Linked DNA regions of Mus musculus: region 2 is linked to region 1. A link is a contact called in public HiChIP or PLAC-seq data. All regions are on one chromosome and are shown on one strand. Each heading gives the region's core, a stretch centred on a gene start, on an enhancer-like site or on the middle of the called end of the contact. The rest is flanking DNA. Distances are from core to core; before and after follow the strand shown.

Region 1 (6,883 bases), core at 338-2,837:
GACTAGAATATAGAAAATGGAACCTAGAAAAATAATAGTAAAATCAGGGACCAGAGACTAGTCAATGCTGCAGTGCTGTGAGAACAGAGATAAGAAAACGGACTAACTTTTAAGATGCTTTTTTGTGGGCTTACCCACCAAGGACATTTAAGTTCAAAATTAGCTGGAGTTCTTGCCACATAGGTCAGTCACTGGTAGGATTGGGGACAAAGGTGGAGGTAATTAGAGACCCAGGCCACTCTTACTGTCATAGTCACTGTTCTGATCAATGAACTCATATAAAGAAAAGCATTTAATTTGGGACTTGCTTACAGTTTCAGAAGGCCCATTATCACGTGGGCCCCATTGGCTTATAACCATATCATAGTGTAAAAAATGCATTCAGTTCAACTTCCGAAGTCCCCATAGTCTTTCACCATCTCTTGACAAGTCTTCATAGACTGCTTACAAGTCCAGAATTTCTTCTGAGACTCGTGGCAGTCTCTTAACTGTAACCCCTCATAAAATCAAGATGAAAAGGCAGATCACATACTTCCAGTATTGAGTGGCACAGGATATGCACTACTGTTCCAGAAGGGAGGAAGAGGAGCACTGTGAGGAGATGCTGGACTAAAACATGACCAAAAAGCAGCTGGGCAAACTCAAATTATTCATCTGCATGTCAGATGTCAAAGCACTCTTCAGATCTCCAGTTCCTTTCAGCTTTGTTGATTGCAAACTCTCCCTCCCCCCTCCTTTCCCCCCCCTCCCCCCCATGATTCCAGGTGTGGACCCTGTTAGCAGTTTTCCTCTGCAGGTATCACCTGACTCTGACATCTCCAATATCTGGGGTCTCCAACACATTCCATGCTTCACCTCCACAGCCTCATGCAGTGGCCTCTCTGGGCCATCATCCAGGGACACTCCTCACAGATGTCCGGCCTCAATGGCTTTTCTTAACTGAGGAGGAAGATTCCACAACCCCATCTTGTATCCTTGAGTCTAAAGCCAGATCCAGCTTTAGACTCAAAAGTGGTGGTTGAAGCTGCCAAGTGTTGCTAGCTGGGGCTGGTAATTGATTCCCTAATTCAAATGCATTTGTATCAGCTTTCTGTTGATGGTTTCCTTCAGTGCTAAAGCTTTTCTTTAATTTCTTTTCCCAGGTTGGAAGCTTAGCTGGGTGGGCTCTTGTCCTGAGGCCACCACTCCCTTTATTCCGTTTAGCATCTGGTTTTTCTTTAAACCTTTTATCTCTTGAGCATTGGACTTCACTCCTTTACACTTCCTGCTGCTCTCTTTTGTCCTCTGCTTAAGGGGGACCACTGATCACCACCCACAGTCAATAGTAATTTTGCTGATAATCCAAAACTCCCCAATTTCATCTCAGGCAGACTTTTTTGGACAAGAGAAGAAAATAGACCCATTCTTAACCAACATATCACAAGAGCATTCTTTAGGCCACTTAATACTCTCCTCCTCTGAAACCTCTTGAGCCCTGCTGTCATAGTCTACATTTCTCTCAACTGTCTTCCACATTCCTGCTACGATGGCCCATTAAGCCCTGCTTAAAGTGTCCAACCAATTTTCGTCTTCTAAGTCCCAGAGTCTTCCATATTCTTCCAACTAAGGTTACACCTATCACAGCAATGCCCCACTCCCTGGTTCTATAGCTGTGAAAAGACACCATGACCAAGACAATTCTTTCTTTCTTTCTTTCTTTCTTTTTTTTTAAGTGTTTACTTGCTGGTTAGTTCATTATCATGGAGAGAATGGCAGCATGTAAGCAGGTATGGTGCTGGAGAATCAGCTGAGAGTTCTACACCCTGATCCATACGCAGAGAGAGTCAAACATGCTGTACTTGGCACGGGCTTTGAAACCTCAGAACCCATCCCCACTGACACCCTTCCTCTAACAAGGCCGCAGCTCTTAATTCTAATCCTTTCAAATAGTGAGCATTCAAGTTTATGAGTCTATAGGGGGCATTCTTGTTCAAACACCACAGGGAGCATAGTAGCATATATACAGGCATGGCCTGGAGCTGAGAACTTTACATCCTGATTCACAGGCAGCAGGGAGAGAAAGCCTGGACCTTGAATGGGATTTTTGAAACCTCAAAATTGCTCGCCCCACCCTCACTCCATAACACACTTCCTCCAACAAGGCCATGCCTCCTAGTCCTTCTAATCCTTTCAAACAGATCCACCCACTGGTGGTTAGGCATTGAACTATATGAGCCTATAGGGGCCAGACTTACTTAAACCACAACACTTAACTTTGCTATTCACCACAGTTCTCTTATATTTGAACCCTATTTACTTACTTACTTACTTTATTTGGGGGTTTGGTTGGTTGGTTGGTTTTGGTTTTTTGAGACAGGGTCTCCCTATGTAGCCATGACTGGGCCTAGGACTTGCTAGCCTCAAACTCATGGAGATCCTCCTGTCTCTGCCTCACACGCATTGGGACTAAGGGCAATCACCACCATGCTCAACAATTTAATTTCAGTGCTCTTTTTCTTACTCTCAAAAAAGAGGATAGAGATAGGGGTATTTGTCCATCTAGGTTTAATTGAAAAGATCTCAAAAGGGGTACAATTTCAAACATGTAGGATATTAGGATAATAAATGATTCATGGGCCTCTTAGTTCTTTGTAATATCACACCATACACCAGCCTGTGCTAGGCTCCTTGCCCTCCATCCTGGCAGTGGGAAAATGAATGGCATGAGCTTGCACACATACTTGGCTGCTTCCTTATTTAGCACATGGTTTACTTTGAAATAGACTCAAAAATGTACCATTATTAGTAAAGCTTGTTAAGTACCAGGGATATAGCTCAGATGGAGGGTATAGTTGATCCATTACATGTTTATGGTGGAGAAAACCTAAAAGAAAATACCCTATCATCAACTCCTGGAATCCCAGTCAAGGTTTTCATCATGATTTTGGACCTTTATATTTGTTGAATGAATTGGTAGATAAGCATTTTGACACTTTTCTGTTGGATAGCTCTTAACAGTTATCCCCTTGGGTGTTTAACCAGCACAGGATGGCAAGTCTGCTTTCTTGGAAGTTTGAGTTCTAGGCTATATCCCTGTGCCCGAGTCCCTTGTCAGGAGAGTGTGAGGAAGTGCCTTTTCCGTTTGCTTTTGCTTAGCCCGGAGTTCAGTTAGCTAGCCTGCTAGGAAGATACCAGAAGAATTAAGTTTCTCAATTGGTTTCTAAGTGGGTTTCAGACAAAGGGAACTTTGAAAAAAATGGAGTCAGATGTACATTACTTCCATAATAACTGGACATCTCAGCATTTGCGGAGAACCAGGTTCTGCTTATTCATTCTCCATTTCTGTGTGTGTTAACCCTTTTCTATCTCCTCCTCCTCCAAGAGGAAATCCTGAGCAGCCTGTTCAGCTAGAAAATCAATGGCTGACAGACTAGTTACCAGACAAGGCTTTGTAAACAGAATCTGTCACAGCAGAAAAATGGAAAGCTCGGGACCTTAGTGAGCCATGCGCACAGAACTAAAATGCTCCGAGCCTTATGGAACCTGCTGGCCATCCTTCCTTTGAGGGCATCTGGGTTTCTTCTCCTGGTGTCAGGAATGTCAAGTAGTACTATAGACACTCACACCTTCTGAGTCACTTTTGCTCACTGCCCCTTTGTCATAAATGTTTTTTAGGAATGGGTTTGATCCTCTGAGTAACATGAAGTCGATAATAGATGAGGAGACTAAGGCAGAGATTGGTGTCTTGCCCAAGAACACAAGAGCTAGAAATCAGCCCTAAACAGTTTGTCTCTGAGCCCATTCCTTCAGAACCAATAAGCTCATAATTATCTTCATTTATAATACTTACTTTTTGCCCTGAGTTCTGGGAAGATCTCACACAGAGCCATGAGTGGATGAAAGTCATTTCTGACAGAGTTGGAAGCCTCTTCGGTGTGCCTCCCTGGCATGTTAGCTCTCCTGTCTTCAGCCAAGGACCACCCATCCACCTTTTCTTTTCTAGTGCCGAGGAATGTAAGCAAGTTTGCTGGGCCTTGAGAGACTTCACCAGGTTGTTTCGATAGCTCAAGCTCACACTCCTGCACTGTGCCTGTCATCCAGGTGAGTTGTGTATACTTCTAGTTCTTTCTGGGCTCTTGGGGAGGTTTGAGACTGGGAATATGTTTAAGGCCCATAGCTCAAATCAAGGAAGAACTTAGTGTTGAGCTATCTCAGCGGCTGAAATACTGAGCGCCTGGATTGTCTCGGGCCAGAGCAAGCTGATCATCAGTGCACCTGGATGCCATTTTCCACCCCCTGGAAGGTAACTGGTGTCGAGTGCATCAAAAAACATCTTCGCACAAATGCTCTGATGTGTGCTTGGGAACAATCAAGTCAGTACTTCTAGCCTCTGCTACTTTGCTGAGAACAATGGCGACCATAATTCCTGACACGTGTCTTCTCAGACAGACTTGCCAGAATCAATATGCAAGCAGTTTATTCTTACTGCTTTTATGATTGAAATGCCAGGGAGATGTTCCTTCGGCTGTCTTCTTATGGCCAACTGTCTCCATGCTGTCCCTTCTGATCTGAAGCAAAGGAGGAAGCTCAGCTATGGAGAGGAGTGCTGACTGGGTGGTAGTGCTTGATGCCTAAGTAAAGAAAGGCAGTTCTCTAAGCCTGCCTTTAACATCTTAAGGAGAATTTATTGTCCTAATAGGCAATGTTCAGAATCTGTGGCACTTACTGGTGGTTTCTGTAATAGGTACATGAATAGGTCAGGGTGATGTTCAGTAGTGCCTTCTTACCACACCCAGAAGTGTACTAAATGCTGGCTCTTTCATGAGTGACATCATCTGAGGGTGTCAGGGTTTGCGTGTAGGCAGCTGTAGATGTTCATAGCTAATGTTCATCAAGCCCTTAACTAAGGTCAGGTACCATTCCTTGTGTGTTAACCAAGAGACTCTGTCTGCAGCTTTCTGTTAACTATACTCATTTACAGAGAAGAAAATTGAAGGTCAAAGATGTTTAACAATTTGTTGCAGTTAGAAACTAGGGTATTCAGGTGTTCTGGTACCAGAATCCTCACTTTTAGCCATTGTAATAGATGACACATCTATGTAGCACTCTACCCATAGAGTCTAGATCAGTGCTTGTTAAACCATTGTCAGTAAACAGAGTGTTCTTTCAGCATTAAATCTTACATGAAAACTCTGTATTTACTAACAGACTAAAGTGGAGCTTTTCAGATGGTTTTGCATTGTGTTGGCTTCCTCCCAACCTTTCCATCATCCTTAGTGTCTGCAGCTCAGCACAGGAGCCATGCTGCAGGCAGTGTTTCAGCGAAGTGAATGCTACCTTGGAGTTGCAAGTTGGAAAAAGCCAGTTTGGTTGTGCTTATTTGTTAACCAGTGTTCTGTAACGGAGTCCACAGCACTACCTCTGAGCTGGCTCTGTCCCTGCTCACCCTGCTCACTCTCCTCTGGAGCTCATTAGACTCTCTCTTCTCTTTTGTCAGGAATGTCTTTTTTTATTAGAAGACAGGAAGAAAACAACCCAGACTGTGTCCCACAATCAGAAACCTCTGTTGTGGCAGAGGGGCCTTCACTACCACCAGACCATCCCGCCACACAGGGAGAGACTTCACCCTCCAAGGCATCCTAAGGAGTCCCTGTTTGGGATGTGAGGGAGAAACAGCGCGGTTTTTAAGGATGGCTGGAGCCTGTCCGACGTGGTGGGAGGGGAACTAGTTTCCTGGTGAACTTCTTTCTAAAAGGAAAAATAATTTAAGAAAAGTTAAAAAAAGAAAGAAAATTTTTAAAAAGGAAAGCTGAGATGACACCAGAACTGAAATATGCACCTGGTAGCAGATGATGCACACACATGATAGACACACACCAGCATGCAGTGCACACACTGAGACACGACAGTGAGACAGACACATTACCTTAGGGAAGCGCGGGGATGCGAGTAGGTAACATAGTTACAGTTGGAATTAAAGAGGTAGGGTCACCTCCTCTGCTCTCCTTCCTTTAAACACAGGTGAATAGAGGAAACACCCCCCCCCCCAACTGTTCACCTTTAGAAATGTCCAGACAAGGAGCCTGGTCTGCTTATATCATGGTTAGGGATGATAGTCCGGACTAGCCAGGGTCAAAGTTGCTTTTAATGTAGAGCCCAACCCTGATCCTATTGAGTTGCTAAGTCCAATCCAGTTCATGGGCCTTTGTCATCAGCCTTGGGGAGAAAAGCCAAAACTGGTGGGTGGAGAGGACAAATATGGATTAAACCTTGCTCTCTCTCTCTTTTAGTGAATTATTCATCCACAAACATGGGGTGGGAAGGGATAAAAAAGAGGGTGAGAGTCTGGAGGGAATGTATTTACAGGGCTACCTGTATTTTGCTAAAAAAAAAAAAAAAGTGTGAAAATTAATTGCCTTCAAGGGCACTGTTCTGTCCTGTGGTGTAGCCATCTTATGAATAAATCAACAGCACCAAAAAAAAAAAAAAAAAAAAAAACCAGAAAAAAGAAAAAAATAAAACCAATTTTTAAAATTTTACCAGTGTTTTTATTTCCCTTCACTACTCGCTGTTCAGCAATGACTTGGCTGATCCACCTATGAAATCAGCTTTCATGGAACCTAAAAGGCGTCTAAGCAGAGAGCTTAAAACGACGTATCTTGTAGGAGTAATCTTGCTCACTGTGTAAAGAGATCCATAAAGGGCTCAGCAGCCCACAGCAAGGCAGGATAGTAAGGTGGGATACCCAGCAGAGAGATAGGAACTTGGAAAGAGTCAGGCCTGAGAGATTAGCCACTGAGATGTGGAGGAAGTTGGACTATGAAACTGAGAAGTGACCAGCTCATGGCAGACATAGAATAGTGTGACTGGGTTAATAAGGGTTACGAGCTTATTGTGGAGTAAG
Region 2 (6,873 bases), core at 2,870-5,369, 86 kb before region 1:
GGCAGACAGGCAAGCACTGTATAAATGGGCTGCACCCCAGCCTCTGAAGCAGCTAGTTCACTTAGAAGACACAGTGAGAACACCTCATTTGCCTTGTAGTTTGGTGCTAATAGAGAAGCTACTTTCTCTGGTTGGTCATGACTTGGTGACAGTGTGTGGCATGTAGAGCAATAAAGCAATGAAATGGTGGCCATCAAAGCTCTCACTTGCCTGTCACCTCTGACCCCAAATTTTGGGTTTGGTTTAGTGTAGCAGTCTGTCTATTTTTTGAGACACAATGGACTAAACCTCTGAAACTGTAAGCCAGCCTCAATTAAAATGTTTTCCTTTATAAGAGTTGCTAGCACTTGGGAGGCAGAGGCAGGTGGATTTCTGAGTTCGAGGCCAGCCTGGTCTACAGAGTGAGTTCCAGGACAGCCAGGGCTATACAGAGAAACCCTGTCTCGAAAAACCAAAACAAACAAACAAACAAACAAACAAAACAAAAACAAAAAAAGAGTTGCTGTGGTCATGATGTCTCTTCATAGCAGTGAAACCCTAACTCTGTCGCGCAGGCAGGGCTAGAACTCACTTAGTAGCCCATGTCGGCTTCAAGCACACAGAACTTCTCCTGCCTCAGCCTCCCCAATGCCCAGACTGTGTGTGTGTGTGTGTCTCTCTCTGGTATATTTGTGACTGCATGTGTTTGCACATGTCTGCATGAACGTGTGAAAGTAATTTCCTCAGTCAAGCTCCACCTTATTTTTCAAGATAGGGACTTTCTCTGAGCTTGGAGCCCAGTGATCTGTTTGACTGGCTGGCTGTGTGCTCCATGAACCCATCCGTATTCCCCCCACCCCCACCCCCGCCCCCAGAGTTACAGACATGCACCACAATGCCCAACTTTATATATGGGCTGGAAATCTGAACTTAAGTCCTTGTGTTTGCGTGGCAGATCCTTGCCTCTAAAATGTTTCATTCGGCAGAACATCCTGAGCCTGCCCAGTGTCAGATAACCAGTCTACAGTGTTCAAAGGGCATTCGAAGCACATGTTAATCCTCTGGGAGCTTTCGAGTTCCATGCAGTGTACTCTTTTCTTCCCATTGTGAAAAAAACAGTTTAAAGATTATAAACAGAATTCATGCTTGTAGAACTAAAATACACACACAGGAAAATAGCAAGACCCCCCCCCCAGTTCAATTACTCAGAGGCAATCACTATGAACATGTGGGTGTACTCTGTCTAGCTAGCACTATTTGTTTAGATGCGCTGAAGTGTAACAAGGGGGATAGAACTGGAACTATCAGAACACAACTGGGCAAGCCTCTGTGTGTAGTACTACTAAATATAGTTTCTTTCTGCAGGAAGGGAAGGTCATGTGTGTGGGTGCTTGTGTGTGTGTGTGTGTGTGTGTGTGTGTGTGTGTGTATATATATATATATATATATATGGGTGTGGGTGTGGGGGATGTGCTAAATCATCTAAATAGTGAAGAGTGTCTATCTAAATCTCACTTTATCTATCGATCTTAGTGTTTACTGATAAACTCTAAGTAAAACTCAACAGAGGAAGTGCTCAGATGCAGCAGGTCCCTGGGGTGCCATGTGTTATTGACATTAAAGATGGGGGACTGGTAAAGATGGTGCGTCTCGTTTAACGAAGCCACCTTGCCTTAGTGGTGGTATGCCACTAAGAGGTTGTCTCTCATTCTGAAGTCATCATTCCTTAAAGGAAACCAGTGCTTCTAGGGCCTTCTGCATTTCTCTCACTGTATTCCTCTTGAAGAATAGCCTACAATTCTTGTTTTATACATGAATATACAGTAATGTTGACACCTTTAACATTTTTTAGTCCTAAGGGTTTTAATACATCTACAGATTCCTATAAGAACCTCCCTAGACAGCTGGGCAGTGGTGGCGCACACCTTTAATCCCAGCACTTGGGAGGCAGGCAGATCTCTATGTGTTCAAGGCAAACCTGATCTACAGACTGAGTTCTAGGTCAGACACGGCTACATGCAAAAAAACAAAAAACCCATCTTGAAAAGCAGAAAAACAAATAAAAAAGAATCTTTCCAGTCATAGTGTAAAATGCCTTACCTCCATCAGCCAGAAAGTATAGAGAGCCAGATGCTGGCAGCCCTATTTGGTTTGGGGTTATATACACACACACCCCTTTTTTTTTTCTTGTTTTGCTTTTGGTTTTTCAAGACAGGGTTTCTCTGTATAGCCCTGGCTGTCCTGGAACTCACTTTGTAGACCAGGCTGGCCTCGAACTCAGAAATCTGCCTGCCTCTGCCTCCCGCGTGCACCACCACACCTGGCTACACTTCCCCCTTCTAATAATCCTGTACCCGAATGTACAATGCAAGAGTGCCTCTCTTGGAACAACGTGCCTAACAATGTTGGAGCCCTGCCTGCGTTGGGCTATACCTATCTCCCCCCTCTGAAGACTAGTGTGTGCTTCTCTACCACTAATAAGAGCCATTGTTAGAGAGTTTCTATGCAAATACATTCCTACTACATCCAGGTCTGAAGAATAGAAAGGCTTGTCTGGCCTGAACTGATTTGGGGTGCAAGCTCAGTTAGGCAAAGCTGCATCTTTTTTGTTGTTGTTGTTGGTTTTTCGAGACAGGGTTTCTCTGTATAGCCCTGGCTGTCCTGGAACTCACTTTGTAGACCAGGCTGGCCTCGAACTCAGAAATCCGCCTGCCTCTCCCTCCCGAGTGCTGGGATTAAAGGCATGCGCCACCACGCCCGGCGCAAAACTGCATCTTTAAAGTAAGCTTTTGGAGAGAATCCCCTACTTGCCCATCCCCTGCCTCTGCATATTGGGAAAGCCTATGTTAAAGTCAGACGTACTCAGGGACCGGCATGAATAGTAGAGACATTATTATATAATCTACTCTATCAGTCAGAACAAAGAGCTACCTTCATCGCACCCCCAAACCAAGGTCATCCTTTTCTTGAAACCATAAAAGGAAGACCCAAACAATAGTTAGGTCCTCCACTGCCCATCTTCAAATAAAGTTATCCTGCTACCTTGGCGAATCTGCGTGAGCTCTCATTTTCGGCTCTTCGGATAAGAGGCTAAAAGCCTGGAAACATTCCCACTATGACTCCTGACTGGCCACGGACATCAGTGGCCGGCGAGGAGGTGAGAAAACACTTTCTTTCCTGTCTTACTGCCAAGGAGTTCCTTCATGGCTTTCTGCTCCTTCCCTTCTGATGTCTGTAGCTGACAGCCAGCTGAACTAGTCAGTGTGGCCAGAGCGCCATTAGCATACAGCTGGACCCCGCCTTTGCCTGACCCCTGAGTAGCAGAGGACACACAGGTGACACAGAGGGATGGCAGGACTCAGGTCCTGGGGGAAAGTGGGTGGCTGCAGACAGATGATCTTCCCCAGCTGTTCACCCAAGGCAAAGCAGTGGCAAGGCAGGAGAAGTGGGTGCCCCTGCTCAGCCCCCTCCCCCTAGTCTGCTGTACCCCAAAGCCAAACTCTTGCAGTTGCTTGAGACTTCCAAACCTTCTTTTTTCCTCTCTTCCTTTCCATGTCTCCTGCATTTTCCATCTAATCTTACAGGAACCTAAAGGAATTTTGCTAGGTTTTGCCCTTGGACTGCTTCTGCTCTCTGAAACAGAGCGTAACTCTGCGGCTATCTGAATTTTAAATGTTTTTCTCCCCGCTTGAGTCTTGTTTTCTTTTAATTTCACATGTGTCTAAGTTACAGATGCCTAGCCCTGACGTCTGAACATTAAGAACACAATTTATTGCTTGTTCTGTGGCTTTGCTTGAGTGGTTTCCAAACTTGCCTACCAAATGATTAAAAGGGAGAGAAACACAAATTAAAAGGTGTGAAAACCTGACGTTTATCCAGCCTGGAAATAGATTGCCTCCCCAAATGGGGTCGTCCCTCTGTCCTATCCTCAGTTGACTGCTTCTCCTGACATTCTGTTGTCCTCCAATTAGCAGGCACAGGCTAGACAATTAAGTCATTAGGGCATTTTCTAATAAACGACTTTCATGACAGGAGAACTAGATAGTGGAATTGAGCAAATTAGACTCTTTCCAAAGCAAGACAAATCTACATATTACTCAGGTCGGTGCCTGCGTGGTGTGCTGGTTTAAATGAGAATGGCCCCCCAGAGGCTCATATATTTGCATGGCTTAGTTTCCAGTTGATCAACGGTTTGGGAAGTATTAGGTGGTCTGGCCTTGTGACTTGACTGGAGGAAGTATGTCACTGGGGGTGGGCTTTGAGGTTTCAAAAGTTTGCATCAGGCCCAATCCCACTCCCTCTCCTTCTTCCTCCCCTTCCCCCTCTCCCTCTTCCCTCTCTCCCTTACCTTTTCCCTTTCCTATTCTCTCTCTCTCTCTCTCTCTCTCTCTCTCTCTCTCTCTCTCTCCCCTCCCCATGCCCATAGATCAAGGAACCAGGGGCCACAAAACAATGGGGCTGACCCAGAGATTGTGAATGATCTACTCCTGAGAGGTCCACATGACTTTTAGGGTGAATCCCATACCACCTTCCTCTGACGGGTCATGAAACCCAAAGCTAAGAGTGTTAGCAGACAGTATCTGAGGATCAGAGTAGAGAATTCCCCATTTTTTGGTCACCTGACTACCTAATTTTTCTACCAACACACCCATTATAGGATCCTTCCTTAAGGCTATGGAGTGTCTTCAGTCTTGGCTTAGATGGACATCACACAATTCCTCTTTGGTCTCTTTACTCTTAGGCCTGTGTTCCTCCTTAAAGTATGCCCTCTTTTCAGCTGTAGCATTCCTGGGTGAATGCAGTGGCTTTTGGCCACCCTGTGGCTGTCTCCCTTCAGCGGAAGGTGCTAACTTGAGGCTGGAGAGATGGCTCAGGGGTTAAGAACACTGACTGCTCTTATGAAGGTCCTGAGTTCAAATCCCAGCAACCACATGGTGGCTCACAACCATCCATAATGAGATCTGACGCCCTCTTCTGGTGTATCTGAAGACAGCTACAATATATATATATATATATATATATATATATATATATATATATATATATATATAAAATAAATCTTGAAAGAAAGAAAGAAAGAAAGGTGCTTTCTCATGTGCTGAGCTACTGTCTGAATGAGACGTTGTACTTAGGAGTGAGGGCTTATTGTAGCCATCATAAGAAAAGCAGATGCCCAGTCAGGTAAAAGCCTGCAGTCAGTCTGATTAAAGGGTATACTGAAACTGATGAACGAGCCTGCCTCCATCTTGAGCTTGAAAGCTGCCCTACACTAAGAACAAACTCGATTCATTTCTGTTTATGATTAAATCTGTTTCTCAGGGATTGGGCTATGCACTACCTGTAACCTTAGCTACACATGGTTCTGTATTCATGTTCCAGAAAACAGCCACCATGCCTTTGTTTCAAAAGATTATTATGACGACCTTGCTATAACCACCTTGCTTTATGGCTACCTTGTTATGGCCACTTTGCTGTGACTATCTTGTGATCACCTTGTTATGACTGACTTGCTGTGACCACCTTGTAACCATGTGTGTGTTTAAGGAGCTTGCTATGACCAACTTGTTATGCTTATGCAATGTTTCTGTAACCCCAACTATTTGCCTGCCAATTTGGAAAGCCCCAACTCCTGAGCTGTTAAAAACCCTTATCTTACCCATGTCCAAAGCTTATCTCTTGAACCCTGCCTTTAGGGAGACACAGACCATGTACATGAATTAAAAGCTTGTTTGAATTAATTTGGCCATGATTTGAGTAGGCAGTCTTTATTCTTGCATCTGTGTATTAACAAAACATCCAGAGAAGTTTTGGTTCGTTGGGATTCTTGCTTCCTTTACATCATTTAGGTGACAGTGAGTTCATGATTTAACTTTAGATTTATATTCCTGTTATGTGTTATTTGTACTTATTGTGAGAAACACAGAGGATTAAAACAAAATTAAAAAGAACTAGGTTGAGGTGGCGCATGCCTTAAGTCCCAGAGCTTGGGAGGCAGAGACATGCAGATCTCTATGTTTGAGGCCAGCCTTGTCTACAGATTGAGTTCTAGAACAGCCAAGGCTACATAGAGAAACCCTATCTCTAAAAAAAAACGAACAAACAAAAATTAAAACCAGGCCTGCAACATGTGTTTGTTAGACAGAGAAGGACGCTGGAGTCTTAGCTCAGTCGTACTTGCTTCACATGCACATGGCCTGGGTTCAGTTCCCAATACTGAGAAAAACAAAACAAATAAAAACAGAAATACTTATTGGTTAGTAGTTATAGAGTTTCAAATTTTAGGCATCTATTGCCAGAAGGGCCTTCGAAATTGCAAAATGATGCCTGTGCTGGTCGGGTTTGATTTCTTTTTCCTTTCCTTTCCTTTCCTTTCCTTTCCTTTCCTTTCCTTTCCTTTCCTTTCCTTTCCTTTCCTCTCCTCTCCTCTCCTCTCCTCTCCTCTCCTCTCCTCTCCTCTCCTCTCCTCTCCTCTCCTCTCCTCTCCTCTCCTCTCCTCTTCTCTTTTCTTTTCTGAGACAGGGTTTCTCTGTATAGCCCTGGCTGTCCTGGAACTCACTCTGTAGACCAGGCTGGCCTCGAACTCAGAAATCCTCCTGCCTCTGCCTCCCAAGTGCTAGGTTTAAAAGTTAGTTTTCTTTTGCTTTTTTGTTTTTGTGTTTTTTTTTTTTTTCAGTTTTGCCACAGCCCTCACAGCTGGGTCCTGGAAGCTTAACTGGGAATAATGGAAGATTAAGAAAGGCAGACACACTCTATTCTCCTGTCACCTCTCCACCCACTTTCATCAGCCTGCTGATCTTGAGCCATACAGGTTGGGTTCTTTTCCTGCACCCATCTTCCCTGCCCACCACTGATTTCTCTGGGTGGGGCCAGCTGCCCTAAACAGCCTGCTATCCC

The links. HiChIP or PLAC-seq counts read pairs in DNA pulled down with a chosen protein or histone mark.
Region 2: an H3K27ac HiChIP or PLAC-seq map of embryonic stem cells shows a contact between it and region 1, with 10 read pairs. The contact joins two enhancer-like sites. A contact is called at or near these places in 1 of 15 datasets of contacts at CTCF or cohesin (large pre-B cells), 9 of 484 Hi-C or Micro-C datasets (the 3T3-L1 cell line, differentiating spermatogonia, embryonic stem cells and 4 more), 5 of 115 datasets of contacts at active chromatin or transcription factors (bone marrow-derived dendritic cells, embryonic stem cells and stem cell-derived neural progenitor cells) and 4 of 9 other capture datasets (adipose tissue, embryonic stem cells, liver and 1 more).

What each region holds. Positions count from the first base shown.
Region 1 is chr6:29,540,460-29,547,342 of GRCm38.p6, reverse strand. It overlaps Tnpo3 (transportin 3), which reads left to right. Exons shown (of 23, transcript NM_177296.5): 22 at 3,983-4,080; 23 at 5,477-6,516. The coding sequence ends at 4,043. It also overlaps a transcript of Irf5 not described here. Among named protein-coding and RNA genes, the nearest start is that of Irf5, 17 kb to the right of the region's middle. Within about 2 kb of position 1,587, at least 3 of the 459 cell types and tissues checked have an H3K27ac peak or open chromatin away from gene starts, as enhancers often do. A contact at or near this core is called in embryonic stem cells, where this site is marked.
Region 2 is chr6:29,629,162-29,636,034 of GRCm38.p6, reverse strand. No RefSeq gene overlaps it. Among named protein-coding and RNA genes, the nearest start is that of Tnpo3, 23 kb to the right of the region's middle. Within about 2 kb of position 4,119, at least 14 of the 459 cell types and tissues checked have an H3K27ac peak or open chromatin away from gene starts, as enhancers often do. A contact at or near this core is called in embryonic stem cells, where this site is marked.